Regions from separate parts of the Sus scrofa genome. Here region 1 is linked to region 2. Evidence: chromatin contacts called from public Hi-C data. All regions are on one chromosome and are shown on one strand. The core of a region is the stretch at or near the end of the contact, and the rest is flanking DNA. Distances in the headings are between cores, read along the strand shown. Region 1 holds the start of DNASE1L3 (deoxyribonuclease gamma). Region 2 holds the start of FLNB (filamin-B).

Region 1 (5,203 bases), core at 30-2,529, 190 kb after region 2:
CTATTTTTTTTAAAGAATACTGGTTGATGAGGAAGGAATTGTGGGTGAGGAGGTGATGGCCAATATTAAGACATGACAAGTGTGATCACAGCTTATTTAATATAAATTAAATGAGTTGTCTTATATAAAGCACCTAATATAGAGCTTGACACAGCGTGGGCTTAGTGAAGGCATTATAAGTGCTACCTCTTATCCTCAACTCATTGTATTTTCCAGTAGCCCTGAGATGTGAACCAGCTTATGTAAGGTTCATCTTATTGAAAGGCCCTGGATGCTGGGAGTGAAGGGACGTCAGAGCTGGCTCACCTGGCTGCCAGATGGAACCTGAACCCAGGGCTCCAGGTGTTCCTACCAGAACATGGTGCCTCTGGGGTTTCTAAGGTCATAATACTCAGAGTCCTGGCAAAGATTTCAGCCCCAGCATGAAAAATAAATTAACCTGTAGGATAAAGAGAGTCAGGTGACTCCAGAGGGATGTGAGCAGAGTCACAAGACAGTGGCCATTTTATCCAAGGAAAGTCTTATCGAAGTTGAGAGAGAATTGGGAGTTGGGGAAAGGTTGATGGCTGGAGGGGAAGAGAAGGAGGAAGAGGGCAGAGGAGTAGGGAGAGAGAGGGCAGCTACCTTCATCCTAGGAACTAACCAGTTAAATTCCTCCTGAGTCTCTTAAAGTCTGAAAGCTGTAGAGAGTACGTAAGGGGTATCTAGTGACCCTTCTGACAGGAGACAGCGCTCACCTTCACGATGACATCCATGGCATTACAGTTTGCCTTCTTGGATTCCCCAAAGGACCTCACATTGAAGGAGCAGATCCTCAGGGCCAGGGAACTGTGGGTGGAGAGGAGGAGAAGCATCAGGGAGACCAGCAGCTGAGACATCCTGGGCTCCTCTGGCTTCAGGGTTTGGAGAGAGGACAGCAGTATCTGGAGAGTGAGCTCTGACTTGTGAAGCCTGCAGATAACAGGAATTACTGGATTCCCTGTTGCTGCTTTCACTTCTCTGAGGAACTGAAGATCATGGGTTTCATTCCCCAAGGAAATGAAGGAAATGAGCTAGTTTTTTAGGAGCCCTTGTTTTTGTCACTGTGGCAAGGAAACCGGTCAGTTTAATCTAGGCACCAATCTCTGCAAAGTCGCTCTTAACCCAGCCGGAAACCAGCTGTGACATCTGGTCAGCTCTCCTGCGGTCGCATGGCATGTACCTTTTCCTGAAAATTGATGAACTCGGAAATGGACCACCCTAGAGGGCAAGTGGGATGTGGAGTCTTCTGCTGCAGGGTGGAAGTGGGGAAATACGGGTGCAGCAGGAAATTTTGCCAAGTTTTCTACCATCACTGGGATTTGGCAGCTAGCTGTCCCTGGACACACCCAGATTCCAGCTCACCAACAACCCTGATGGGTGTAAGTGAGGTTAAGTCTAGTTTGAATTACATAATTTTTTAGGAAAGTTTTACTGCACACATTTTAACATGTCAAGTACTCACCATGTATGGCCAGGGAAAGCAATTCCTGGTTTGCTGGGATGGGTCAGTCAAATACCCTTGGACTTAAAGGACAAAGAGCAGTTAAGCTCCTGGAGGGATCCATGATTCAACTTGATATTATTCAATGTTTGCAAGACATATGTGGCCCTGAGAAAGGAAGGTTTTGTAAGAATTGTAGGGTTTCAGTCCAAGTAAAATGGCTTTTCGAGATGTGGTCAGGAAGATAGAAAGATCTGAAAAGCAAAAGAAATGCAAAATCCAATCAAGTTATAAACCTAAGTAGGATTTGCACTTTGGCAAAGTGCAAGTTCTTTGGCAGAGAAAGTTCTTCTGAGAAGAGGGGAGGCAGTGAGAATATCTTGAGGTCAGTGTTGGGATCTCTGGACCACCCACTCTGGAAGTGATGGGCACGTGGTCATAGACACAGGGAAAAGCGTGCAAATATCACCAACCTACATCCAAGTCAGCATCCTGGCCAAAATCTCTGGCCAAGCAAGCCCAGACATTCTAAGGAGATAACCCCAAATAGCACATGGAAGGAAATAGGCTTCCTAAGCTCATGGAGATATGGATCTCCCTGTTGTCCATAGCTTGGGCCTTAAGCCTGGTTGAATCTGTGGTGAAAAGCTAGTAGTGATTGTCTTCCCTGGTGAGTGGGTGTCTTCTGACCAGAGGAAGATTTAGAATTAAGTGTGGCACACATTTTTTTTGTGTCTTTTAAGAAGGAATTTGTGCAATGTGATATTTTATGACCTTGTAGCATAGGAGAGATTTGGGCCTTTTAAATTTGTAATCTTGTAACTCAGAGACGTGCAATTGAGGAAATCCATTTAGATTTGTCATAAGTTGAAACCTTGCTAAATTTCTGTATAGTTGTAGAACATTTATAATACTTTTGGGTAAACAGTGTTTTATAAGTTTAATTTACTTAGGACTATTTAGTATTAAAAAGGGTGATTTTTTTTTTCTTAGTTCAGACAACTGAAGAACTTTACAAGGAAACAGGTATGATAAATATATAAAAGAAGTTTAAGGAGGAGTTCCTGTCATGGCTCAGTGGTTAAGGAATCCGACTAGGAACCATGAGGTTGCGGGTTTGATCCCTGGCCTTGCTCAGTGGGTTAAGGATCCGGCATTGCCGTGAGCTGTGGTGTAGGCCACAGACATGACTCAGATCTGGTGTTGCTGTTGCTGTGGTATAGGCCGGCTGCTACAGCTCCAATTAGACCCCTAGCCTGGGAACCTCCATATGCTGTGGGCACAGCCCTAGAAAAGGCAAAAAGACAAAAATAATAATAATAATAATAATAAAGAAGTTTAAGTTTAAGGAGTTCCTGGTGGCCTCATAGGTTAAGGATCCCATTTTGTCACTACTGTGGGTTGAATTGCTGCTGTTTCGTGTGTTTGATCCCTGGCCCAGGAAGTTTTGCATGCCATGGGCATGGCCAAAAAAAAAAGTTTAAAATGTTTGTAAATTGGTCCTAATCCCTTAAAGGTAATTATTTAAGTTGGCTGGATGTAGGGTTGCCAGAGTTAGCAAATAAAAATACAAAGCATTAGGTAAATTTGAATTTTTTTGGCTACTCCCACAGCATGCAGAAGTTCCTGGGCCAGAGTTTGAACCTGAGCCACAGCAGCAACCATGTGAGATCCCTAACCACTAGGCCATCAGGGAAATCCTGAGTTTTAGATAATTCAAATTTAGTTGGGTATCTTATCTGGAAGTATTTTATCTGGAAATCCTAGCCAGATTTACAAAAATATTAAAAACTTTTATATAAGTTGAACTTAAAAGCATGACATTTTCTAAGGCAATTACCAGGGTCCTGGGAAAGGTTTTAATTCCCAGCATCAAAAATAACCTAACCTGGAGTTCCTGTTGTAACTCAGTAGGTTAAATACTTGACATAGTGTCTTTGAGGATACAGGTTTGATCCCTGGCCTCCCTCACTGGGTCAAGGATCCAGTGTTGCTGCAAGCTGTGGTGTAGGTTGCAGATGCACCTTGGATCCTTTGTGGCTGTGGTGTAGGCCCACAGCTGCAGCTCTGATTCGACCCCTAGTCAAGGAACTTCATATACTGCAGGTGCAGCTGAAGAAAGAAAGAGAGAGAGAGAGAGAGAGAGAAGGAAGAAAAAAAACCCTAACCTAAAAAAAACCCCAAAACCAAACCTAACATTTAAGATGAGAGTGTCAATTACTTTTTTGACTGTGTTACTTTGATAATTTGAATATTAATTTGAAAAATAAAGGAACCTCTGAATAGTGATTTCTGTACATGGAAACTGCCCTTGAGGACTTCAACAAAAATAACATGAACAGATGGAAGAGATTGACCCCATTCTGTAATTAGCACATTCATTGCATGGACATGGACTTAAAAAAAAATGTACTTGGATTCTGGAAGTAAAATCCTTAGAGTCAAACCTAACTGAATACAGCTAAGTGCAGGGGCTCCCCTGAGTGCTTGCTGTTTTATTTCACTCAGCACCTTGGCCCCAGATCCTTACTATGGTTCCCCCATTTTTCAGATGAGCATATGAGACTCATGCTCAAGGATACCCAGGTAGCCTGTGGCAGTGCTAGGATTCAGTCCCAGTCACTCTGACTCCAGACCAGCCTTCTCCTCAACCAAACCAGGCACATGCAAACCTCACTAGGAAACCTGCAAATCAGAGGTGGTAAGGCGATAAAAGAGAATTTCCACTTGTTACTGTACACACTTGGATATTGTTTGATTTTTTTTTTTTTTTTTTTACAGAAACGTGTACTCGTTTAGTAGTTAAAAAGAAAGATAAGGTGCCAAAAGCTTTTTATTCTTTTAAGCAGATTAAACAGTGTCCATGCCAACATGTCCTTCTGTGCCAACTTAGCCACATGTGGCTCCCACCCAGCCCCATGAGTCCCTGATAATGTGGAGGCGCTGGAATGACAAGGCTGGGCTGGTGGCCAGAGACAGCAGAAACCCTCCATTCTTCCTGTCAGGCTCCAGGGTTGGGAAGTGGAAGTTTGAGACCATCTCTTCTGGAAGCCTAGAGCCTAGAAGGAAAGCATATACTGGCCTGACCCACAATGAACACTCTGAGGCATCCTTCCTTCTGCCATTTAGTGGTGACAAATGATGTTTCCTGGGGCATGTACTTCAAAACACTAGTCAATAAGATGCTCCTGAAAAAAAAGGATGCATACATACACTCCTTCTTGGAGATTTTATTACACACTAGCAATATTAAATGTTCTGAAAAGTCCTGTTGTAAAGAAAGCTGCTCAACTATAATTTCCCTTTAGTATCTTGAGCAATGTCCACCTTAGGAAACACCGTCCTGGAGTTATTGTGACACAACAGGATCAAGGGCCTCTCTGCAGGACACAGGGTACATCTCTAGCCTGGCACAGTGGATTAAAGGATCTGGTGTTGCTGAGCTGCAGCATAGGTTGCAACTATGGCTTAGGTCTGATCCCTACCCCAGCAACTCCAAATGCCTCGGAGCAGCCAAAAAAGAAAGAGAAAAAAAAAAAAAAAAAGGAGACAATCAGATCCCCTCAAAGCCTTAAGGTCTAGTCCTTGTCAGTAAGCCCCTACTGAAGAGTCCTATGCATGTCATATGAGTGAGCAAGCATGAGGATCAGGAGTTGGGACGCATGGCCCTAGACACCATCTGCAGCCATGGCCATTCCACACGAGCTGGTGGGAGGGGAGTCAGTGGGGGAGAAAGGACAC
Region 2 (5,033 bases), core at 2,020-4,519:
AATAACCACAGCAGCATCAGCTCTCTTGGCAGAAAAGTACATGCTAAGTGCTCTACACATAGCTTCTCACTTGTCAAAACTCCTAAGAGGTATATTGTTGATGTAGGTTGCAAGTAAGGAATCAAAGTCAGGGGCAGCCCAGGCCCTGCATTTAATCATGACTATTGTCTTTCTTAGCCCTTCCTTAGTATCCAGTGTTTCTCACTCTGTGATCTTAGGTCTTTGACTACCCTTCTCCACCTCAGTTTTGTTACCTGTAAAATGGAGATAATAATAACACCTCCTGGATTTGTTGTGATGATTAGAGAAGAATGACAGAAGCTTCTATTATTATTATCACTTCTACTATTTTTACTGTTATGAATATCTTGACATGCTACCCTAGCTGTGGACTCCAAGATGTTCAGAAACCTCAGAAAGCAGGTTCACCTGGAACCCCTCTCACAGGGCTGGGGTTCCTAAAGTGTGGAGGAAGGTTTCATAAGGTCAGGATCCTGGGGAGAGCATTATGGGTTTCCAGCTCATTAACTGGTTGATTTCTATATCAAGCATATCTCTATGCCTGCACTGTCTGGTATGACTGCCACCAGCAGCCAAAGGCAGCTCCTGAGCTTGGGCAATGCGCCAGGTCTGATTTAAGATACACTTTAAGTATAAAATTCACATCAGATTTTGAAGACAGTAACCCCCAAAAGGAAATACATAAAAACATTTAAAAATAGGGATGGTAAGTTGAAAGGATAACCTTTTGAATATATTAGGGAGGCTAATCAACTTGTTCTGGTTTGCCAGAGGCTTTCCTACTTTTAGCAATGAAAGGCCTGCATATTAGGAAATTCTTTAATCTTGGGCAAACCAGGATAGTTGGTCAGTCTAACTTTGGTTAAAATTTATAATTAGTTTCACCTGTTTCCTTTTCCTTACCAACCCCCCACCCCCGCTCTTTTTTTGGCCATGCCCATGGCATGTGGAAGTTCCAGACCAGGGATCAAACCTGTGCCACAGCAGTGATAATACCGGATCCTCAACCCACTGAGCCACGAGGGACCTCCAAGATTTTGTATTTATATATATATATTCTTTTTTCTCACATTATCCTCCATCCTGTTCCATCACAAGTGATTAGATATAGTTCTCTGTGCTATACAGCAGGATCTCATTGCTTATCCACTCCAAATGCAATAGTTTGCATCTATTAACCCTAAACTTCCAGTCCATCCCACTCCCTCCTCCTCCCCCTTGGCAACCACAAGTCTGATCTCTAAGTCCATGAATTTCTTTTCTGTGGAAAGGTTCATTTGTGCCCTATATTAAATTCCAGATATAAATGATATCATATGGTATTTGTCTTTCTTTTTCTGACTTCACTTCGTATGAGAGTCTCTAGCTCCATCCATGTTGCTGCAAATGGCATTATTTTGTTCTTTTTATGGCTGAGTAGTATTCCATTGTGTATACATACCACATCTTCTTAATCCATTCATCTGTCAATTGACATTTAGGTTGCTTCCATGTCTTGGCTATTGTGAAGATTTGGTATTTATTGTCTTTGTCAGGCAAACCTGTAGAATGCAGTTAAAATGCTCCCTGCAAAAATGCATGCCTTGAGGTGTTTGGCCCTCATCTTTTATCAAATATTGATAAAGGGCCACTTAAAGACCTTGTCACTAAGGCTACCCTCCTCCATCATGCTCCATCATGGTTGCTGAGTCCTGGTCACTCCGCATAAACTGCTTTCTAGTGAACTCTTAAGTGTCTTCTAATTGGATGGAGAGTTTCACCAGACACATCCTAAGACAAGGATGTCTCACTCAGAGTGAAGTGGACTGGATATTAATTTACATGCAGAACTTAAATTTAGTTATTCGTGTCAAGGTCTGGTGAAAACAGAAATATCTCATAAGAAAGGAGAACTTTAGGAGTTCCCATCATGGCTCAGCAGTTAACAAATCCCACTAGCATCCATGAGGATTTGGGTTTGATCCCTGGCCTTGCTCAGTGGGTTAAGGATCCGGCATTACTGTAAGTTGTGGTGTAGGTCGCAGACGTGGCTCGGAGCGGAGGTGCTGTGGCTCTGGCATAGGCTGGCGGCTACAGCTCCAATTAGACCCCTAGCCTGGGAACCTCCATATGCTGCGGGTGTGCCCCCCCCCCCAAAAAAAGAACTTTGGTGCATTATCAGCTGCTGAGTGAGCTGAAGTGATCGCATTAGTCCCAGTCTCACCTAATAGCAGAGAGGATGTCCCTTTGGGAATGAGGCCCTGGCTGATACATTTTGATGAGTGCCTTTGGGTGGAAGAAAGCATGAGGAACAAGAACCCTTGGGCACGGGGTAGGTAACATTACCAACACTGCCTACTGGTGAATCTGCTACTCACAAAGGCAAGGCCCAAGCTGGGAAGAGCATGGGGGCTTTTAGGTGTAGTACATACTTTGGAGTTAGACCTAGGTTCAAGTTCAGCTTTATCCAGTCCTTACCAACTGACCTCCAGCAAATCTCTTCACTTAATCACTCAAGAGGGGAATGAGCCTTCAAAAAATTATTGATCTCAACAATGGGCTAGGGTCAGGGCCAGGTAATAATACCTTCTCTCCCTCAAGGCTGTTTTGAGCATTTCCAGTGAGTGAGGCAATCTGTCAGAAGAAAGCACTTTACCTTGTTTACAAATGACCTGTTATAGAGCATCCCAACCACAGATCTGCTGGCTTCTTCCACAGCTGGAAGCCCTTGACATTCATTCTGCCCAATGCCTCTTCCCAGATGGATCCTTAAGATAATTAGAGGAAGATGTGACTATGGAGAATGGGAGAGATAACAGTGTAGAAAAACTCAGCCTGATGTGGCTGGTTTTGAAGATGGAGGAAGAGGACATAGCCAAGAAATTCAGGAAGCTTCCAGAAGTTGGAAAGGGCAAGGGAATGGATTCTTCCCTTGAGCCTCCAGAAAGAAATGCATCCTGCCAATACCTGGATTTTAGCTCAGTGAGACAAGTGAGGGACTCTAAACTAAAAAAAAGCAAGATAACAATGTGTGTTTTTGTTTTTTAAAAACAGAGCTTTGGTAATTTGTTACAGGAGCATTAGGAAACTAATACACACAGTAAATTATCATTCATTTGTATCACTGCCATTAAGCTTTTTGTGATGGTTTTATATTTTTCTCATATATTAGTCTATGAAGTCTAGGTTAAGTTATAAGTTTGTCTTATCATTGGTTGGCAAGCTCTAGGAAGGTTAGCACGCAGTAGGCACTCAATAAATACTGTGACTGACAATTCATACGAGTTTAATTAATATGAAAAGTAAAATGTCCATTACTTTCACGATGTCCTCCAGGACCTAACATAGTGCCTGGCACAGCAGGAACTCAATAAAAATCCTTATGGAATCTTATTGAACCTAGATGGAAAAAGTACCTTCTGCACCAACTCCATTCCCTGTGATCTACGCCGTCGTCCCTGTCCATTCCGTCCAGCCCAGATCCCTACTTCTGCAAGTGCCCTCACTATGGGACCTGGTGACCTTCCTCTTGAGTAGCCGGACATCTCCTGCCTAGCTTTCTTCTGCAGAGGCAATGAACACCGAGCGCCGGTCCCGGACGCCTTGCAGCTCGCAGGGCGCAGTGCTCATTTGGAGCTGCAGGGGGCAAGCGTGACCCGGGAACTCCCGCCAGAGGGTCGGGACGGGGCGGAGCTTCAGGGGCGGGTCGTCTCAGTGCGCAGGCGCGGGGCCAGGCGCCTCGCGCGGCCAGGGGCAGGCGGGCGCAGAGCAGTCCCGGCCGCGGCTTTGGTAGCAGCGAGTTCGAGCCCCGCTCCCGCTCCGCTTTGGTTTTCGCTCCCCCGGCCCTTGGGCCTCCCGACGCCAGTCCCCGGCAGCTCACTGCTCATAGCGCTCTCCCCGCCGCCAAGATGCCGGTAACCGAGAAGGATCTGGCGGAGGACGCGCCTTGGAAGAAGATCCAGCAGAACACGTTCACGCGTTGGTGCAACGAGCACCTCAAGTGCGTGAACAAACGCATCGGAAACCTGCAGACCGACTTGAGCGACGGGCTTCGGCTCATCGCGCTGCTGGAGGTGCTTAGCCAGAAGCACATGTACCGCAAGTACCACCAGCGGCCCACCTTCCGCCAGATGCAGCTTGAGAACGTGTCCGTGGCGCTCGAGTTCCTGGACCGTGAGAACATCAAGCTCGTGTCCATCGGTGAGTGCCCTGGCCGAGCCGTGCGCCGGCGTGTACTTCTCGCGCCCCCGCGCGTGCGCCCCTGAGGAGACTGAGGCTCCCTGTCGCGCGCCTCCGCCGCGTCCAGCAGCCACCGGCTGGATGTGGGCACAGAGGCCGGGGTGGGTGGGGGTGAGGACAAAGGGGACCTAGGCACCCTCCTGCATGCCGTTCCCTGGGGTGCTGTCTTACAGTGATAGTTCCTTGCCTTGCGCCGGGGCCGTGCGCCTTTGGCGGGCGATGGGTTGAGGGTTCATGTTGGGGCCGCTTGGGGGGAGTGCGGGCTGTGGCACTTGGGGTGCCCCTGCGGAAGCTGGGGGACTGGAAACCTCTGGTCGGCAGTCCCCGGGGGTGGGGCCCTAGTCAGACGCTCCCTGGAGCGCTCGCCCAGCTGCGCCCAGGCCGATGCGCTGGGCGGTCGCCTGATGGGCGTTGGCTCGGAGGCCAGGTGCGGAGGCCTTGGGGAGGGAGTGTGCTCCGAAACTGGGGCCCTGCCGCCTAGGTGGAGACGGGGGCCTGGGACCCTCCCTCGCCGTCTCCGGAAGGGGAGCCCGGGGGTGTGGCATTCGCGCTCGCTCTGGCCCCGCGCTGCGAGCTGAGCCAGCTCTCGCCTCTGAAGATACTATTGAGAGTCGGCGGCGGTAGCGGCCGCTTGTAGGGAGCTAGTGCGCGCTGTGTGCCAACAGCCTCCTGTTAACTCGGTCCTTACACACCCCGTGAGTTGGGGCGTGTAAGACAAGAGGGTCCAGAGGGTTAACGGGCTTGCCCAGGGCTATGGAAGTAGAGAGGGTCTAGCCGAGAATTGAAGGAAGCGG

The links. Hi-C and Micro-C count contacts between places; a contact is called where the count stands out from the background.
Region 1: a contact with region 2 is called in a Hi-C map of skeletal muscle, with 2.9 times the contacts expected there. The contact joins the promoter of DNASE1L3 here to the promoter of FLNB in region 2. A contact is called at or near these places in 2 of 5 promoter capture datasets (fetal skeletal muscle and liver), 9 of 47 Hi-C or Micro-C datasets (embryonic fibroblasts, epiblast stem cells, fetal skeletal muscle and 5 more) and 1 of 2 datasets of contacts at active chromatin or transcription factors (skeletal muscle).

What each region holds. Positions count from the first base shown.
Region 1 is chr13:39,974,835-39,980,037 of Sscrofa11.1, forward strand. It overlaps DNASE1L3 (deoxyribonuclease gamma), which reads right to left and starts at 1,280. Exons shown (of 8, transcript XM_021069068.1): 1 at 738-1,280. The coding sequence starts at 878.
Region 2 is chr13:39,785,990-39,791,022 of Sscrofa11.1, forward strand. FLNB (filamin-B) reads left to right here and starts at 3,270. Exons shown (of 46, transcript XR_002337597.1): 1 at 3,270-4,200.